3 separate regions of the Zea mays genome follow, and all the other regions are linked to region 1. The links are chromatin contacts, called in public Hi-C maps. All regions are on one chromosome and are shown on one strand. The core of a region is the stretch at or near the end of the contact, and the rest is flanking DNA. Distances in the headings are between cores, read along the strand shown. Region 1 holds the start of LOC100217253. Region 2 holds the start of LOC542081 (sigma factor protein). Region 3 holds the start of LOC103631653.

Region 1 (3,182 bases), core at 357-2,856:
TTATCAAATGTAGGGAGGAAATAGGGTTACATGAGAAGTGACTAAATTTATGAAGTCAATTTAGAGAGCTGTTGGAGAGAGGTTTTTGTGCTAACTATCTAAATTCTTGATTTAGAGAGTCATTTAGAGAACTACTGGAGTTGCTCTAAGTAACTAAACTTTAGTCACTTTTGTTTTAGCTCCTGGGATCCAAACAGCCCCTAAATAAATAAGACATGACAATAAACATGGTCGGTCCACTGGACAGTTAGTTATTATTACTATAAAATGAGTACAATGAACCAAAAGAATACATCTAGTGATAACATGATGATGAAACTACCCCATGGGCCAGAAAAAGTTTTACGACTCTTTATAAGGGAATAAGAAATAAATAAACAGTAAGCATACTTGACATGAAATTAGTTTCCGACACAGGTATAGGAAGCCCTATAAATAGTAATGGGACAGAAACAGAAAATATGTTCCCACAGAGACAGTAACAGAAAATGTGCAGAGAGCCAGAGAAAGCCTGTTTATTAATGAACCGGAATCGTTGTCAATGGAATTGCTCAAACTAGCTGCACTCAAGCTTTATCCAATTCCTTCCCTGGGTAGGTGTGCGTGCAGCAGGAACATGACGGTGATCACAGAATATAACCCTGAACGTGGAGTGGAAGCTGTTCCAACATCAACGCCGATTCAGCCGGCTGTAGATAATGAGTCAAAAGGGAAACCAACAGGACCTAGATTTTGCTATAGTTTGTTTTGTTATGTTCTTTTCGGAAGTCAAGCTTGGCGAATGCCGTAAAAGTTCGGGAGTCCATTGCAGAAGACAGGAAAATATCCTGTGCAATCACTTATATTGGTGCAAGCGTGCAATCAAGCGGTTTGGTGCATCTAATCTAGATCTAATGATGACTGTTATTTTATATTTAACCCCTTCCACCTAAAACATAGTACCTATTTTACTTTTAACCTCTTCCATATGAAACCGTTGGATCTAGATTGGATGCTCTGGATAGTTTGATTGCACGTTTGCACCAAAATGAGTGATTGCACAGGATATGTCCTCGCAGAAGACAGAGAGCACAAAGGCTACGGCGTTACAGCGCGCGGCCTAGGCGGCAGCGAACCCTACGCGCAGCAGGCGTGGCTGTAGAGCAGAGCAGGGTTGGTCCGGCTGGCGAGGCGACAAGCAGAACGGAAGAGCGAGAGGGCAGAGCGGAAGAGGCATCAGAGGAGTGTACTCACGGGCGAGGCCGCGGAGAGGCCGGTCATGCGCCAGAACATGGCGGCGGATCCCGCACAGATCTAGGGCTGGTCAGGGTAGAGCGAAGCGGCGGCGGCGGAGTCCGGGCTCACCGCGATCGGCGGGGTGGGGCGCGCGCGGGCGGGCAGAGTTTGCGGCGGTGGACCGGGCAGTGGGATAGGCAGGCGGGCCCGTGCGAGAGAGAGAGAGAGAGAGAGGGGGGGGGGGGGGGGGGGGGGGGGGGGGGGGGGGGGGGGGGGGGGGGGGGGGGGGGGGGGGGGGGGGGGGGGGGGGGAGCGCCAAAGCCCTCGGCTCAGACAGAGAGAGAGGAGAGGGAGGAAGAGCCTGCCGCAGTGCCGCCTGCGCAGCGCTGTGGACTCGCAGCGGCAGGTTCAAATCGATCAAACTAGGGGCTGGGCTGCAGGCTGCTGCCTGCTGGAGGTGCTACTATGAAATGGACAGGGGATGGACTATGCCTCATGGACAGGGTTGGGCCACTATCTCAACTCTCCTACCACAAGACAAGACGGCCGTCTCATTCAGCACATCCCTTTGTTACTGGCTCACGCCGACCCACCTATCAGTTAGGACCATCACAGGATTCACCACTAATTTTAACATTAAGCATTAATAATAAAGAAAAGAAACTGGCACAGCTCAAACAAACAAATCACGATAGGATATAGCATAGGATAGACTGCAGCCACGGCCGAACACTTTGATCGTGCGAGCCGCGGAGGCTACAGCTCAGGGAACAAGTTACTACTTGCTTACAAGCAACGCTTCCATGTTCCATCTACACTAGTGAAGCCTCGTCAGCTCTTCCACCCTCTTGGACAGCTCCTCCACGGGGACGCCCATCGCCTTGGACACCTCCTCCATCTTGCTCCGGCTAAGGTCAAGGAAAGACTCGATCAGGTCACCGTCGAGGAAGTTCCGAGCCTCCGCCGTCTTCTTGTCGTTATGGAAGGACCGCCATTGCTCGTGGCTCAGGTTTCCGACGCCCTTTATGTACTTCACAAGGGTCGACTGGAGCTTCTCCAGGAAGATGTATTGGTCGTGCGGGAGGGAGGCAATAATGCCAATCACCCCGTTTATTGTGCCAAAGATGACCGTAGGGATCTGCCCTATATCCGAGTCTGGAAGGCGCATCACCAGTGAACCGTGGCGGAATCTGTTCACAAACTCCCCAAGGTGGTACTCTCCCACCACCTCAAGCCTGGCCCTTTCGTCATCTGTCGCCGCATCGCTGTTCTTGCGCACCGTGAATAGGTTATAGCTATTCTCCGCCCCAACGTAGACTTCATCATCAAGCATCTCAACTGCAGTCATCCAGTTTGCATTGTAATCCCTAGCACGCTCTTCAATCGCGCTTTCCTCATGCTGCCCAAAAATACACAATAGCAATCAGCCCAACCAACAATTAGGGACTGACACAAAAAAGAAAAATACAAATAATAAGATCGCCAACAGTTAAAAAAGACTCACCTTATACACCAGCAAGGATATTGATTTCATCAGATCGCCAACCACAATGAAGTCACCACGTGTTTGAGTATACAAGGCAAGTATGTGCCCATGGTGGCCACACTCAGACTGCAGCTCATGTGAACCATCCTCGCGTGACATCCACTTATACAATTGAATCTTCTGGTTGATAGCAGCCAACAATTTCCCATTGAATGCATTCAGCGAATAAACTGCTCCTTTGGTTTCTTTCTCCACGATCAATTGCAAGCTTCCATCTTCAACTGCAAATACAAGAATCCGGCCCTACAAGATGTGCCAACACATAAGCATTTTGTGCACGAGAAATAGACAAGGTTCACAGAGAAATAAACTACAAGCAGTAAATTGGACAAGTATTAAAAGGGAGTTAACCAGTATTTTAGCGTATTAAAAGGGAACTGACTAGTATTAGTGAAACATCATGCTTTCAGATAAACTACCT
Region 2 (3,182 bases), core at 460-2,959, 470 kb after region 1:
ATGAACTTGCTGGTCACAGAGCGATGAACCTTGTGCTTTGTCAAGTTGGCCGCAGATGATTTGTCCTCTGCGATTTGAAGCACCCCGGATGAAGATGCGAGAGCTGTGGCACCGTCCCTGCTGCGACGCCTTAGCAGGAAATGCCATGCCAGTGCCGCGAGGGATTCAGAGGAGATTGCCCTTCCTCCGTTCACTGCAGACAACGAAGAAATGGCAAGAGCATGTCATCCTTGGTGTGTGTCTGTGTTGCTGCTGCCTAGCCTACCTGCCGTGCCGTCAGTCCGCGGCAATAGTAATCTTGTACGCCATCAACCAATAGAGAATTCCATGCAGCACACAGGACGACAGGAAAATGCACGTGGAACTAGCGTTGACGAGCAGAGAGAGAGAGAGAGAGAGAGAGAGAGAGCACTGACATGGATGGTGAGACTGCTTTGGGGGCAGCTGGGCCTGCATCCTCATCCACAAGGCGGAGGACGAGGAGGAGGAGGACGGGCAGCACAAGGCGCAGGGCCTGCCATGGATCATCTGCAAACCCATGCGTACTCTCTTTATTTCGTTCGTTTGTTTTCTCCCTCCTCACCTGTACTGTACCCGTGTTGTAGCAATGGTAGCTGCAGGGGATCCTGGGGGAGTGATGAACGGAGGATAGCACAGGAGCAGAGGAGAGGGAGGGATAGAAAAGCCGGGAGGGGAGCCCTATCCTCCGATCGTGTTTGGTTGGACCTTGGCAGCAGGGGAAAAGACGATCGGGGCCGAAAGCGAGTTGCTGCACCGGGATCTTTTTCTACAAGCATCATATATATACGAGCATTCCTCTGCTCGTCAGATATTTATTTTCGTCCTCTTTCAACACTCGCCCACACATTCAGATTCCTCCTCGTCTCTCTCCGCAGAAAAGAAAAGTGCAAAGGGAATCGGAGAAGAGAGAGAACAAATTAAAAGAGATGAATTTACTTGTGATTAACCAGGCGCACTGACGGGGAGTTCCATCATCATTCCGAGCATCATTAGAGCACAGGACAGAATAATCACCCCCAAGGCGATAACAGCAACATCTGCAAGCAAGCATCACACCCCCTTCCGCGGTTGTTGCTGTTGTTACTGTCAACTCCCCTCCGCCGCTTTCCACAAGAGCTGCTGGATCCACCACTGTCACTGACTACGATAAGCACCTCCTCTCCTTCTTCACACATAAAAAGGAGTATGACGACAACCTTGCTGTGGCGGAGGCGAAGCCACGGCCGCAAAATGCTGCTCCGCGGACCGTAGTCTGGCAAAAGACAAAGGGAAAAATATGAGTAAAACTTGGAAATATAATATTACTGTGACAACTCAAAATATCATCTTATTAAGCTAGAGGTGGAGAACAGACGAGGAATTCAGGCGACGCAGGGCCTGGCGTGGAGGAGGAGGGATTCGTCCAACAGCTGGAGTGCGTCTGGTTGCTCGGCCTCGCGCGGCGAGCCTCCATCTGTTCGAAGAAGTGCTCCCGCACGGCAGGGCAGGAGCTCCGAGAGAATCGGCGGCGAGGCCGGACACGGAACGGACGGCGCGGGTCGGAGTCTGTTTGGGTCGCTGGGGGCGTTGGCGGAGCAGCGCGCACTACGTCAGTGAGGGTACGAGGCGCTGGAACGGTGTGAGCGACGGCGGTGCATGCGGTGGCTTGCCTGGGCCGAGACAGACACGGCGGCGGAAACAAATAGATTGGGTTTTTTAGGGTTTCAGAGGAGGCGGGCCGGAGAAGAGACGGTTTTTTATTTTTATCTTTTTTAGAAATCCACACTTTTTTATGAAGTTGGTTAGTTGGACATAACCAATACTAGTCCAATACCCGTTGCGACGACACGCAAATTATTCGATAAAATGTTAGTGTATAATAATTAAATGAAAATGAACAACACATGTATTATCATCGATCTCAATATCTCACAATATCAAACTTAGTTTAAATGAGTGGTGACAAGTATACCTCCAAATGATTGAAACAAACGTAACTTGCAATAATAGATAATTCTGAAAGGACCAAGGTGGTCTTAGTTTTATGAAAATGATGTACAGTAACTTTGGCCAGCATAGACTAAGAAGCTACTTCAATCGCAAAATGGTGAATCTCATCATGGTTCTGTATATAAAGAACACAAAGCTCAAAACTTCAATCGCCTTTGGCAGCACACAAATGATTAGTATCAAGGTTATCGCATCTCCTCACAAAATAAAACATGGAGTACATAAATAGATATAATTGTAGAAACCAATCAGGAACATGTTTGAAAGTGGACACATCAGCTATATATCCATCTTCTATCCTAACAATTTTCAACTCACTTGCAGACTTCATGATCTCATCTTCCTCTGTGATGCCTAGCATGTGTACGGTGATTGTTAAGTTTAAACTTGTCAATCAACAAACTATTAAAAAGACAAACGATCCAATCAATCGGAAACTGATCCAACAAAATTTTAGAATGCAATCACCCTGGCACGCACGACCACCCCTCGACTGTCGTCGGTCAGGCATCCACCTAGCGCAGCGAAGGACGTATTTTCGTTCCCGACGTTGAGACCGCTGGGTGAAGCGCCATCACGACCGTGGAGGCCACACAATTGGCATCCCAAGGCATTCGTCCGGGAGACCCCAACGGTGCAACGATGACGCGTGCGGGGTTGGGATCTTCTAGGCCAGAGACAGGTGCACGCGAGATCATCGTGCGGCAGTCATTGTGGGCCTTATGTACGATGCGACAACGACCTAACGCACTGCAGATTCCATGCGGATTCAATCCAAGGAGATTCCTTCCATGACCTACGCACAAACATAATGTACACTCCTCCGTTGAAGCAAAGATTGCAAGCAAATCTACGAAGGCAGGCATCGGTGCCCAACAAAAAAAAAACACGGAACATTTTTGCTGAGTTTTGCAATTCGGCGTTGGTGGCCCTGCAGCTAAAAACCTTCTTGTTATGATAATGGCCCTCCAGAATTCTGGGAAAAGGTTACAGCATTACATAAGAACGCGGCGACTCGACTGTGCTATGTTTGCAGCTCGGCCTGTCTCTCTACCTGAACCACCATCTTTGGATCGCAGAAATGGGCGTCTGGAGGAACGGAGCGTAGCGGTGGATGTACGGGTTCACAATCCGGCCGATTTTCGCCCAGGTACTCTGGTGATAGCTGGATG
Region 3 (3,182 bases), core at 368-2,867, 310 kb after region 1:
CTCCTTCATCAGCTCGAACAGTCGCAGCGCCTCGTCCCCGAGCCCATTGACCGAGTAGCCATCGATCACGATGTGCCACGAGTCCATGTCGCGGTCAGGCATATTGTCGAACGTCCTGCGGGCGTGGGGCATGGCTGCACACTTGGCGTACATCTTTAGCAGCTTGTTGTTGACCCGTAGATCGCCGCGGAAGGGTGAGCGGAGGAAGAAGTCGTGCACCTTCCTGAGCTCCTCCAGCAGCTTAGGGTTGGAGCAGGCTGCCGCGAGCTCGTAGAAGGCGGCTGGGTCGGCGCACGCCCCCTTGTCCAGAAGCTCCACGGCGTCCTTCACCCGACCCTCCCGGCACAATCCCATCAGCTCCCCAGGCCCCGCTACAGGCTCAGGCGGCGGCGGTGGAGGCGGTGCCTGCTGGTGCGGGGGTGGAGGCCCGTGGTCGCGTGGCAGCGCAGACGGCACGTACTGGCCCGGTGGCGGAGGTCCGTGACCGTGCGATGGCGGCGGCGGTGGCACATGCTGGCACGATGGTGGAGGTCTGTGGCCGTGTGATGGAGGCAGCGGCGGCACAACATGCTGTCCTGGTGGCGGAGGTCCGTGGCCGTGTGGTGGTGGCGGCGGCGGCAGTGGAGGGCCGTAGCCGTGTGGCGAAGGCGGCAAGTGCTGTCCCGGTGATAGAGGTCCGTAGCCGCGTGGCGGCGGCGGCGGCACATGCGGGTGCTGCGGCGGTGGAGGCCCATAGCCGCGGGGCGGCGGAGGCTGCGGGGACCACTGCGGAGAGGGGCCAAGGGGAGGCGGGTTCCTCGGCGGCGCCGACTGCTGCTGGCTGTGGTGGGTAGGGTGGTGGTGGTGAACATGGTTGGGGGCGGCGGCGGCCGGGGTGGGGAAAGGGTGGTAGGCGTGGGACGATTGGGAAGAGGAGAGGGGGCGGGCGAGAAGGTGGAGAAGCGAGCGGTACCTCGCGGAGGAGACGGCGACGGAGCGGAGCGGGCGCAGGTGGATGGCAGCCATGGTCGTGCCGATTGGCGAGGGCTTCGATGAGTTGGGATGGGGTTTAAGCGGAAGGCGAGGAGTGCTGGATCTGGGTGGGGGGAGACTTTTGCGATTATGAAACGTCGCGGATGTGGCTTCGACGAAACGGAGGCATTGGCGAGGGTTTCGACGATATGAAAAACCAGGGGACAGACTCCACTCTGAAATAGACTGACAATCGATATTAGCCGTTGAGAGAACGAATAACCATCCTCCGTCCGCGCGCCGTTGTCTTCTCCCGTTTCCTTCTTCATTCTCCATTCTACGGATCTTCTCTCGTCTCCTTCTACGGATATTGCCTCCTCCCTGGGAGATCTCCTTGCCTGGTATAGGAGTGGTTTTTCCCTCCCCGTTCTCCTCTCTTCTTCATTCTCCATTTACCTGCTGTTGGGAATCTGCAGAACCTCAGCGCCGGATGCAAGCTTCGTACCGACGCCCTGCTGGTACCGCAACAGCCATTGGGCGGGGCGCCGCAACACCCTTGTTCATCTGTGCCATCTCCACGGCACCACGCCCTTGCACGTCTTCGCCTTCTCCATGGATGCATCAGCTGCGGCCACATACACTGAGGTCGACGAGCAGTCCCCCCTAGGTTTGTCTATTTGTTCTTGCTTCAAGCTACCATTAGTTGTCTATTTGTTCTTGCTTCAAGCTACCAGTAGTGTAATACAATCTGAACATTGAATCATGTAGTAGTGGAAGGCATAGGCTTGTCTTCGGGTGTGGATGTAGAAGACGAATCTGTGTTTGATTGGGCTTCTATGGTTCTCGGTGGTTTGTGGGAGGAGGAAGGGAGACGTGATGTTCCTAGTGAGACGCAAATGTATTCGCAACTTGGACTAATTGAAGAGGACGAGGCAGAGGAAAATAGAAGGGATGAAGCCTTACGAGGTGGTACAACTAATTTTGATGAATCGGACCATGTTGATTCAGGAGACCAAAATACAGACCAACCATGTGAGGACTACCTACCGGACGAGAAGAGAGCTAAGTATGATAAAATTAATCCCTCAATGCAGCCAGGCAGTTTGTTTTCGAACATGAAGGAATTTAGAATTGCTATGAGACAGTATGCCATAAAGCATGAGTTTGAGCTTGGAATCGATGTGACTTCGACTACTCGATATGTTGGCTATTGCAAAGGTGGTGATTGTCCTTGGAGGATTTATGCACGGGAGGAAAAGAAAGGATTGCCTACCATCGTGGTAAGTAATTTTCCTTTTTATGTTAGCAATAATTTTTCAATTTTTTGTTGTTTAATAAATCTTGAAACGACATTTGCAGGTTGCTGTCTTGCATGACGTTCATACTTGCACATCTAGTGGCAAGAGGAAGACGACAACACCAAGTAGTGGATGGGTAGCATTTCACGCTATTCCACTACTAATGAAGAAACCCCAAATGGGTGCTAAGGAGTTGCAAGATTTATTGCAGGTTCTTCAGGCTGTTTTTTTGCAGGTTCTGGTACCAGTTCTCGTTTTATTGCGAGAACCGAAGGAAATAAAACATGGTTCCCAGAACTAGCAACAATCTGTGCTTCTCAGAACCGAAGGCTGTTTTCTGGGAACAAAATGGGAACAATCGTTTTCTGGGAACCGAATGCTGTTTTCTGGGAACCATCTACCAACAATCTGAGTATTTACAACCGAAGGCTATTTTCTGGGAACCATGTTTTCTGGGAACCGAATGCTGTTTTCAGGCTATACCGAAGGCTGTTTTCTGGGAACTAATCTGAATTTTGTTCCTAGACAAATGGTTCCCAGTTTCAATAGAGTTTTGTTCCCAGTTTTAAGACAAATGGTTTCCCAAAACTGATCTGAATTTTCTAGGAACCGAAGGAGACAAATGGTTCCCAGTTTTGTTCCCAGAATACAGTTCCCAGAAAATGGAACCGAAGGAGACAAACGGAACCGAAGGAGACAAACTGATCTGCGCAGTATTCCATAAAGCAAGTACGTAGTCTTGACATAATTGTCTTACTGTTGAGCACCAAATTGAGCGCGGACGGTCCGGCCCTGAGGCCGGACGGTCCGCGCCTGTGGGCCGGACGGTCCGCGCGTGCGCAGAACAGATTAGGGTTCCGAGTTTTGTGCTACGGTTGTTAGCTAAAATCATGGGATAAGCTCGGAAATTAGTTTGTAAAGGGTCCAGCCCCC

The links. A called contact is a pair of places that touch in the nucleus more often than the background predicts.
Region 2: a Hi-C map of ear shows a contact between it and region 1, with 1.7 times the contacts expected there. The contact joins the promoter of LOC542081 here to the promoter of LOC100217253 in region 1. A contact is called at or near these places in 2 of 25 Hi-C or Micro-C datasets (ear and tassel).
Region 3: a Hi-C map of leaf shows a contact between it and region 1, with 2.4 times the contacts expected there. The contact joins the promoter of LOC103631653 here to the promoter of LOC100217253 in region 1. A contact is called at or near these places in 2 of 25 Hi-C or Micro-C datasets (leaf and tassel).

The regions. Positions count from the first base shown.
Region 1 is chr6:178,889,631-178,892,812 of Zm-B73-REFERENCE-NAM-5.0, forward strand. LOC100217253 reads right to left here and starts at 1,607. Exons shown (of 18, transcript NM_001401848.1): 1 at 1,234-1,607. The coding sequence starts at 1,272. It overlaps LOC100279448, which reads right to left. Exons shown (of 19, transcript NM_001329507.1): 17 at 3,181-3,182; 18 at 2,720-3,004; 19 at 1,848-2,614. The coding sequence ends at 2,033.
Region 2 is chr6:179,356,130-179,359,311 of Zm-B73-REFERENCE-NAM-5.0, forward strand. LOC542081 (sigma factor protein) reads right to left here and starts at 1,710. Exons shown (of 7, transcript NM_001351703.1): 1 at 1,376-1,710; 2 at 958-1,273; 3 at 30-193. The coding sequence starts at 1,072. LOC100216801 reads right to left here. Exons shown (of 9, transcript NM_001366821.1): 9 at 2,933-3,182. The coding sequence ends at 3,061.
Region 3 is chr6:179,199,073-179,202,254 of Zm-B73-REFERENCE-NAM-5.0, forward strand. It overlaps LOC103631653, which reads left to right and starts at 1,618. Exons shown (of 2, transcript XM_020539677.1): 1 at 1,618-2,231; 2 at 2,311-2,964. The coding sequence starts at 1,788. The coding sequence ends at 2,550. It overlaps LOC100381568 (pentatricopeptide repeat (PPR) superfamily protein), which reads right to left and starts at 1,028. Exons shown (of 1, transcript NM_001174393.1): 1 at 1-1,028. The coding sequence starts at 1,005.